Regions from separate parts of the Zea mays genome. Here regions 2 and 3 are each linked to region 1. The links are chromatin contacts, called in public Hi-C maps. All regions are on one chromosome and are shown on one strand. Each heading gives the region's core, a stretch centred on a gene start, on an enhancer-like site or on the middle of the called end of the contact. The rest is flanking DNA. Distances are from core to core; before and after follow the strand shown. Region 1 holds the start of LOC103652225 (XS domain protein). Region 2 holds the start of LOC100285991 (bile acid sodium symporter/ transporter). Region 3 holds the start of LOC100274149 (OSJNBa0059D20.8-like protein).

Region 1 (2,681 bases), core at 77-2,576:
AACACATTCTGTCAGAAAAGATGGATAGAAGAAATAATCTGTAGCTGTTATGTCATATCAAAGAGATACATAAGTACGTGTTGCCTGTGCCGAGGCCCAGAACTACGTTTATCGGACCTGGATCCCCCCTGAGAGAGTGGTGTGGCGGCGGCACCAGAGAGGAGCGATGGAGGACGAGGGGAGCGATGGAGGACGAGGGGAGGCGGAGGCAAAGAGCTGGGACAGAGAGGCAGCATCCCGCGGGAGAGTGGTCGGACTGACTTACTGGCTGGCGTCGTCGCCTATATGGGGGCGATGAGCAGCTAATGCGGCAGCTGTTGTAGCCCTGTTGCTCCCACGGTGGAGCACAGCAGCAGCAAGGAGCTGGTGATGGGGATGGAGGATGAGGTCGCTGAGGCGACGACGGCCTCAGATCTAAGGATTCGTGAGAGAACTCTTCTTGGTGCGCGGCCCCGTGAAGGCGCCCTCGCTGTAGTAGCCGATGCCGCTGGCGTCGATGAGAATGGACACCGGCTGCTTGTACACTGCTCGCTTCAGGGCGGCCTCGTCGGTGTTGTTCATCACGTACCTGCTGTCGATGTTCACCACCGGACGGAGGATTCGCAATCCATGGAGAGGCTGGGGCGAGGAGACTCCACGGATTGCGTCGATCTGTGCCGAGGAATCGAAATCCATGGAGAGCGCGGCGATGGAAGGGCGAGGATGGGGGCGCTTATGGAAGGGATCGTGGGGGCGGGGACGAGGATCATGGGGCATCCTAAAATGGCGCCCGTCGGAGTCGGAGAGCGGGGCGGGGGCGAGAATCGCGGGAGCGGGGAGCTCGCGGCGTGGTGTGCGCGGGCGGGCGGGCATCACAGCCACAGCGAGGCGAGCGGTTTCCGTTGGGGGTTCGCGGTGTGGTCTGCGTCGTTCGCGGCAGCGTTGACAGCGTGGTCTGCGGAGGTGTTTGGCGGCGGGGTTTGCGGGCGGGCGGGCGGAGGCGGGGGCGGGGGCGGGGGCGGTCTACAGTACTAACTTAATAGTAGTCAAGGGTATAAGAAAAGAGTGCACCTAAAGCAAAGCATACTGTATATTCCTTTCACTGCCATTGTATGCGACAAGGTAAACTATATCCAAAAACTCTCCGCAAAAGGCAAAGCATACCCAAAACTTCATATCTTTTTTCATATATTTCTTTTTTCGGCCTTTCACTTGCCTTTGTTTAGTTTTTTAGGATCAGCTTTGTTTTGGTCTTTCGGGGTTCGGGCTTGCGCTTCACAGGCCCAACCAAGCAATGCAGGCCCACCACCACATCAGGAGCATAAAAGTGGCAACCCCCAACCGCACTCGAACCCACCGCGATCCCCCTCCCCTCCGCCCTCCGCACGCCGCCTCCGAACCCCATCGCCCATCCTCACTACGGCGACGGCTATTGCCACAGCCGCCGCCATCTTGACGCGTACGAGATTCTGAGGCCTTGATCTGAAACCCGCCTCGATCCCACAGCCATTCACCCACCGTTCCACCGGTCACGGTAGCGGCGATCCCTACTCTCAGGCCGTAGCTACGACCTAGCCGGCGCCATGCGACACGGAGGCGGAGGCAGGGGAGGTGGAGGTAAAAGAGGTCGAGGAAGAGGAGCGGGCTCCGGACGCAGAGACGCGCGCCCCGGCAACGATTCGTACCGCGGCGACCGTGGTAGGCGCCACGACTACCGCTCCCGCCGCACCGCTTCCCCGGACCACCGCCCACGCCGCCCGAGGGGCGAGGACAACGACCGCGATCCGCCCCGCGGCGGTCGCATCGGCTACGGCGACCGTAGCCCTCCCCGCGGCGGCCGCACCGGCTACGGCGACCGTAGCCCTCCCGGCGGCGGCCGCACCGGCTACGGCGACCGTAGCCCTCCCGGCGGCGGCCGCACCGGCTACGGCGACCGTAGCCCTCCCGGCGGCGGCCGCACCGGCTACGGCGACCATAGCCCTCCCCGCGGCAGCCGCATCGGCTACGGCGACCGCAGCCCGCCCCGCGGCGACCGCATTGGCTACGGCGACCGCAGCCCGCCCCGCGGCGACCGCATTGGCTACGGCGACCGTAGCCCGCCCCGTATCGGCCGCATCCGCATCGGCTACGGCAACCGCAGCCCGCCCCGGCGCGAGCGCGCTGGCTACGGCCACCTTGACGCGTCGCCCCGCCGCGGGCATGCGCCGTACAAGGACGCCTTCGGCTCGCCGGGCGGCGACCGCCACGCTTCTCCCCGCGGGCGCAGGGAATACGGAGATAGCCGCGTCTCGCCCCCCGGGGGTAGGGACTACGAAAGGGCGCCCTGCCGCGAGGAGCGCGACCGGTACGGCCGCCCTGGCCGCGGTGCCGATCTCGGGCACAACTCCCCGCCAGCCCACATGCTCCCAGACCACCCGTCCGACCTGGGACGTTCAGCATCCCTACGCGCTGACGACCATAGCCTTCTCAAGGACGACTACCCTAGGGGAGGCCCTCATCGGAGCATCAGAAAGGAGAACGAGTTGTTTGCGAACGGTGACCTGACTCTCAGAATAAGTGCAACTGAAATGGGAAGGACTAGCGCCATGTACTCCCAAGACCGCAGGCTCTCACCTCCACCACCTATTTATCCCTATGTGCCACGTGAGACGGGATTCTTGACAGGCGGATCTGCCATGAAGGCCAGTGATGGTTATGGTGCT
Region 2 (2,681 bases), core at 121-2,620, 240 kb before region 1:
TGGTGGGCTAATTTGGAGGGCAAGGTCCCTCATGTGCTGCGCAAAGGGATTAACTCCCTTGTGATGTTGTTGGCATGGTGGCTTTGGAAGCAGCGGAATAAATGTGTGTTTGAGGGGGATGCTCCTAGTGGCAACCAAATTATACAGAACATCAAAGACGGCGCTCAGAGGTGGTGTCTGGCGGGTGCCAAAGATCTGTGCACCATCTGGCCTTAGTTTAGGGGCAGTTGTTGATGTCTTTTGGCTGTCTTCTATATGGATGTTTATGTGTATTTTTGTTTCTGGCCACCGTAAGGTCGTTTTTCTTTTGCTTTTTACTCTGTACTCTGGTCTATTTAGACCATTATTGACTTATTGTTTCTTCTATCTTCGTAATATATTTAACGCGCAGTTCTCCTGCGCGTTTTAGAAAAAAACGTTTTAGAAAAAAAACCAAGTAGTCTACTACTGTTGGCATCTCAATTTCAGTGTTCAACGAATACAAGAGTATGAACTCAGAATTGCATAGATATTCTTAATTTGTCCATAGAAATAAAAGAGAAGGGGGAAAATTTCCCCTCTCTAACAGAAATTGGGAGTGTAACAAACTGGGCTCAGCTGACAGTCTTACCACATTGGATGCAGTTCCTCCAGGACAGCATCCCAGCAGGATGAGGCCAGCTGAGAGCGACGGGGGAAGCCCCAGCGCGTGGCTAATGATAGCGCCAAACGCAGGCATTATGGTGTACTGGGCGGCACACCCGAACAAAATCTGCAGCAGGAAAACACCTTGTTGAATTGAATCAACCAACCACCGTTCGGATATCCATTCACGGTTGCACTTGCACGGGGGGAGAAGGAGATCGAGCGAGAAGGGATACAGGTCCGCCGATCCAGTCACGTACGGCGAGGGGCCTGTCGCGGAGGAGGGCGGCGAAGTCACTGAGCTGGAGCGTGAGGCCCATGGCGAGCATGATGAAGCCGAGCGTAGCGGTGTAGGACCCCGGCGCCAGCGCCACGAACCACCGGAACGCCTCGGGCCGCGTGAAGGCCACGGAGGCGCCGGCTGCGACGTAGGCCGGGTACAGCCCCGCCGCGGCGGACAGTGCCGCGTGCCACCGCGGCGCGGGCGCGGCGGGGCCGGTGGCCGCGAGGCATTGGACTTGGAGGAGGGCGGGAAGGCGTAGGCGCCGCCTGGAGAAGGGACGAGGGAACCTTGGCCTCGGTGCGAGCCGGGAAATGGAGTTCTCGGCGGGGATGGGTCGGAGGGGGAGGGGGAGGGGGAGGAGGAGGAGAGGAGCCATGGCAGGCGCTGGCGTGGCGGCTGGCGCACGGTGGTTGGTTTTTGTCCGTGGTGCGCGCACGAGTATTTCTCTACTAACTACTGAGTCTACAGTGTAGACTGCTCCCGCCGATTCCCTACCCTGCGGCTAACTATTGAGTCTACAGTGTAGACTGCTCCCGTCGATTCCCTACCCTGCGGATTACGCGCACGCCCGCCCCCCCCCCCCCCCCACCGCGATTCCCCTCCGTACGCGCGCGGATCACGCGCCCGCCGCGCAGGCCCCTACGAATCCCGCCGCGAAACCCTACGCGCGCGGATCACACGCCCGCCGCCATGCCCCTACAAATCCCGCCGACCGGCGCCACTACAGCACACCCATCGCCATGTCGCTCCCTACGCCCGCAACGGCCGCCTCCCTACGCGTGGGTGACCGGCAGCACCTCGTCTCTCTCGTGTGCCAATGGCGCCGCCTCCATCCTACCCGGTCTCCGCCTCCGTCACCGCGTTCGTCAAGGTGGAGGACGCCCCAACCCCTTTGGTGGCCTCCCCGACGGCGCTGCCTCTGTCCTACCCGACCTCGAGTTCATTGAGATCCAGAAGGAGCAGGCGCAAACTTCTCCGTGCACGGGAGGTCAAGCGGAGTATGCGCGAACTTCTTTGTGTTGTCGCAGCGCGACCTCGGCCAGCGCAGGGCGCAGCCCCGGCGGCACGGGCGCGGCCTCCCGGTCACGGCACGGGCGCGTGGCCGGCGACCCGACCCCGGCGCGGCGGCCCCCGTCCCCGACGAGAGCGAGGCGCGGCCTCCGACGCGCGGGCACGGCCCTTGGCGGCGTGGACGCTGCCCCAGAGGCACGCGGGCGCGGCGGCCCCGTCGAGGGCGCAGCCGTGGCATACGGGCGCGCGGTGACACGGCCCCAGCCTCGGTACGACGGGCGCGACCCCATCTAGGCGCGGCCTCGAGCTTCGTGGCCATCTCCTTGGGCAAGGCGCGAGCACGGTCTGCATCCGCGCAGGACCGTGCGTGGACAGAGCGGCGTCCACACCAGTGCGTGCGCACTCGCCGCGTCCTACGGCGGATCCGGCTGGTGCCTAGACGCCTGGAGTCTAACGGTTGGTGCTCGTGTCGCACGGCAACGCGATGATGGAGCAAATCGGAGAGCCTCGGTTCGCCCTCCAATGTGAGTTCATCTCTTTCCTGCTACTCCATTGCCTCTTCTATAATTACGATGTTAGTGTTCTTTCCTGCGTGTGGCTGGATTGTCACGGTTGTACAGCTTCCCGAGCCGCCATGCTAACTTCATGGAGGAATTTGGTAAAATGGGTCGCTCGTACTTGTCGCTCTACAAAATACACCGCTTCAAGCTAACCTCGTAAAAAAGGGTCGCTCGAGTCTGCGCGCTCGCCAAAAGAGGTCACG
Region 3 (2,681 bases), core at 131-2,630, 140 kb after region 1:
ACCGATTCTCGAAGATGGCTCATTTCATACCCTTGAAACACCCATTCTCTGCCTTGCAAGTGGCCCAGGAATTGCTGGATCAGGTGATTAAGTTACATGGCCTTCCGAAAACGATTGTTTCAGATCGCGACCGGATCTTTACAAGCAACCTCTGGCAACACTTGTTCACTCGGTTCAACACTAAGCTACTCCTCAGCACAGCCTACCACCCTCAAACCGATGGCCAGAGCGAGAGAGTAAACCAATGCCTCGAGATGTATCTCCGCTGTGCAGTTGCTGAAACTCCAAAGAAATGGAAACGATGGTTGGCGTTAGCCGAATTCTGGTATAATACATCCTTTCATACATCCTTATGATGCTCCCCATTCAAGGCAATCTATGGCTATGATCCAGACTGCTCTTTTCTTCCAGCGTCTGCGGCCAAACCAGACCCAACAGCTGAAGATTTTCTGTGGGACAGGGAAGTGCAGACTGACAGACTCAAACAGCATCTCACAGTGGCTCGCAACCGTATGAAAATTCAGGCCGACAAACACCGGATCGACCGTCAGTTCCAAGTTGGGGATCAAGTTCTGCTCAAGCTCCAACCATACACTCAGCACACAGTGGCCAAGCGTATTTGTCCCAAGCTTGCATACCGTTACTATGGGCCATTTTCAGTTCTTCAGAAACTAGGCGCAGTTGCTTACAAACTAGATCTTCCAGCAACTTCTCAAATTCATCCAGTCTTCCACGTCTCTCAGTTGAAACCATTTACTCCAAACTATACTCCTGTGTTTACTGAGCTCCCCACTCTAACAGATCTGTCGGTCCAAGGGACTGAACCCCTTCAGGTGCTCGATCGTCGCATGGTAAAAAAGGGACACAAGGCAATCGTCCAGGTGCTCGTCAGGTGGAAGAATCTCGACCCTGCTGCCACCACATGGGAAGACTACACGGTGTTGAAGCATCGCTTTCCTGAAGCAGTTGCTTGGGGCCAAGCAACACCTGAGGCCGGGGGAGATGTCACGGCAGACACTGCCGGACTGGAGGAAGCAGCCGGACTGAAGGAAACAGAGACTGAGCTGAACCGTATTCTGTAAGGGGTGTTTGGTTTCTAGGGACTAATGTTTAGTCCCTACATTTTATTTCATTTTAATTCCAAAACTATCAAATATAGAAATTAAAACTTTTTTTAGTTTCTATATTTAGCAATTTATAGACTAAAAATAAATAAAATGAAGAGACTAAACATTAGTCCCTAAAAACCAAACACCCCCTAAACTACGTCGTATCCTTGTAAGCGGAAACGCATTCTGGGTGTGTGGGACCCATGTATCAGGGTTGTCTAGTCAGGCTTATAAGCCGGGACGCCGAACTGTGAACACTATCTACCATCTGGAATAGAAAACCACAAACCTGGCAGCCCTCCGGCTGATCCAGCGTCTTCCTCGCCATCGCCGACACGCTCACCGGCGATCCACTGCTCGGCTCACGTCCGGCGTAGGCGCGTCGTGGCCACGGGTCGTCACACGGTGCTCTCAGCGAACTTGCCCCACCGGCCCGCCCTTCCCGGGCCTTACCTGATTCCCCGTCCTCCAGCGCTGGGCGCTGGCTGTGCTGCAGCGTAGCCGCACCTCCAGACCTCCGCCGGGTCCCCTGGCTGCTGGCGACGAACGCCCCTGCGCAGTGCGTGTGCGCCAGTGCCTGCCGGCGGCCGACCGCAGTTCTTTGCCTTGCCTCTGTTGCTCGTCTTCTTGCATTTCTGGTGAGCAAAATAAGTACTGAGACATTAGATTAGGTGTTGGCCCATGCTTGGAATTGCTTGTTGACTGCTTGTGAAATGTGAATCAGTTGTTGGTAGACAGTACAAAATAGGGACGAAGGTTTCCATATGCCCGTGATTGGTGATTGGTTGTGAAATGTGAATTTATGATTTAACATATCTGCATATAATTGGGGCTTAGGACTGATCACTGATGTGCCTTCTTTTTGCTTGTTTTCTGTAAGACCGACTCTTATGTTTCAACAATTTAATTGTCGGCTGTGTAAGTTTTGAACTTTTCTGTTGAATTTAAGGTATTGTGAGGTCTTATAGATACATTATCTCTCTTTACCAAACCGTTTACCAAATTTTGTATTGTATTGTATAGGGACTTTTTAGTTAGGCACACCCTGTATTCTAATCTTGGGTCTTCACCGCATGGAAACATTGATGTACAGCACCACAATAGAGAGTAGATTAAGGTCAGTAAAATGTAATTTGTTACATGTTCTAGAGTTGATGTACGACAATACAATACAGAGTTCATTCCGTGGATCACTGAAATAAAATTTCTTCATGTGCTTAGAGTACAATACAGAGTTCATTCGAAATGGATGAAGATGAAATGCTCAATACTTTCATGTCCATTAGAAGGCATAAGCCAAACAAGAAGTAATATTGACTTATTGTAGATAGATGTGTAAACTTCTTGTTTCACACTCTGCTACTTCAACACAGATGGGTCTCAATGCCGTGGTGGCCGCTTGCTACGCCCTTCCAGTACTCATCTCTGTGCTCACAGTCCGCTTCTTCTACGTGTTGTGGCACAGTGGCCAATCAGCATCGAGACCACGCAACACCAGATTGCGTTGTCTCATCATCCTTGGCTCCGGTGAGTCTATTGCGATGTTGCCTGTCAAATACCTTATGGACAAGT

What was found. A called contact is a pair of places that touch in the nucleus more often than the background predicts.
Region 2: a contact with region 1 is called in a Hi-C map of tassel, with 4 times the contacts expected there. The contact joins the promoter of LOC100285991 here to the promoter of LOC103652225 in region 1. A contact is called at or near these places in 8 of 25 Hi-C or Micro-C datasets (bundle sheath, ear, endosperm and 2 more).
Region 3: a contact with region 1 is called in a Hi-C map of tassel, with 2.7 times the contacts expected there. The contact joins the promoter of LOC100274149 here to the promoter of LOC103652225 in region 1. A contact is called at or near these places in 8 of 25 Hi-C or Micro-C datasets (ear, endosperm, leaf and 3 more).

What each region holds. Positions count from the first base shown.
Region 1 is chr3:142,258,334-142,261,014 of Zm-B73-REFERENCE-NAM-5.0, reverse strand. It overlaps LOC103652225 (XS domain protein), which reads left to right and starts at 1,326. Exons shown (of 3, transcript XM_008677856.3): 1 at 1,326-2,681. The coding sequence starts at 1,563.
Region 2 is chr3:142,502,949-142,505,629 of Zm-B73-REFERENCE-NAM-5.0, reverse strand. LOC100285991 (bile acid sodium symporter/ transporter) reads right to left here and starts at 1,370. Exons shown (of 7, transcript NM_001372350.1): 1 at 885-1,370; 2 at 611-751. The coding sequence starts at 1,283.
Region 3 is chr3:142,122,118-142,124,798 of Zm-B73-REFERENCE-NAM-5.0, reverse strand. LOC100274149 (OSJNBa0059D20.8-like protein) reads left to right here and starts at 1,380. Exons shown (of 5, transcript NM_001148527.1): 1 at 1,380-1,747; 2 at 2,483-2,636. The coding sequence starts at 2,483.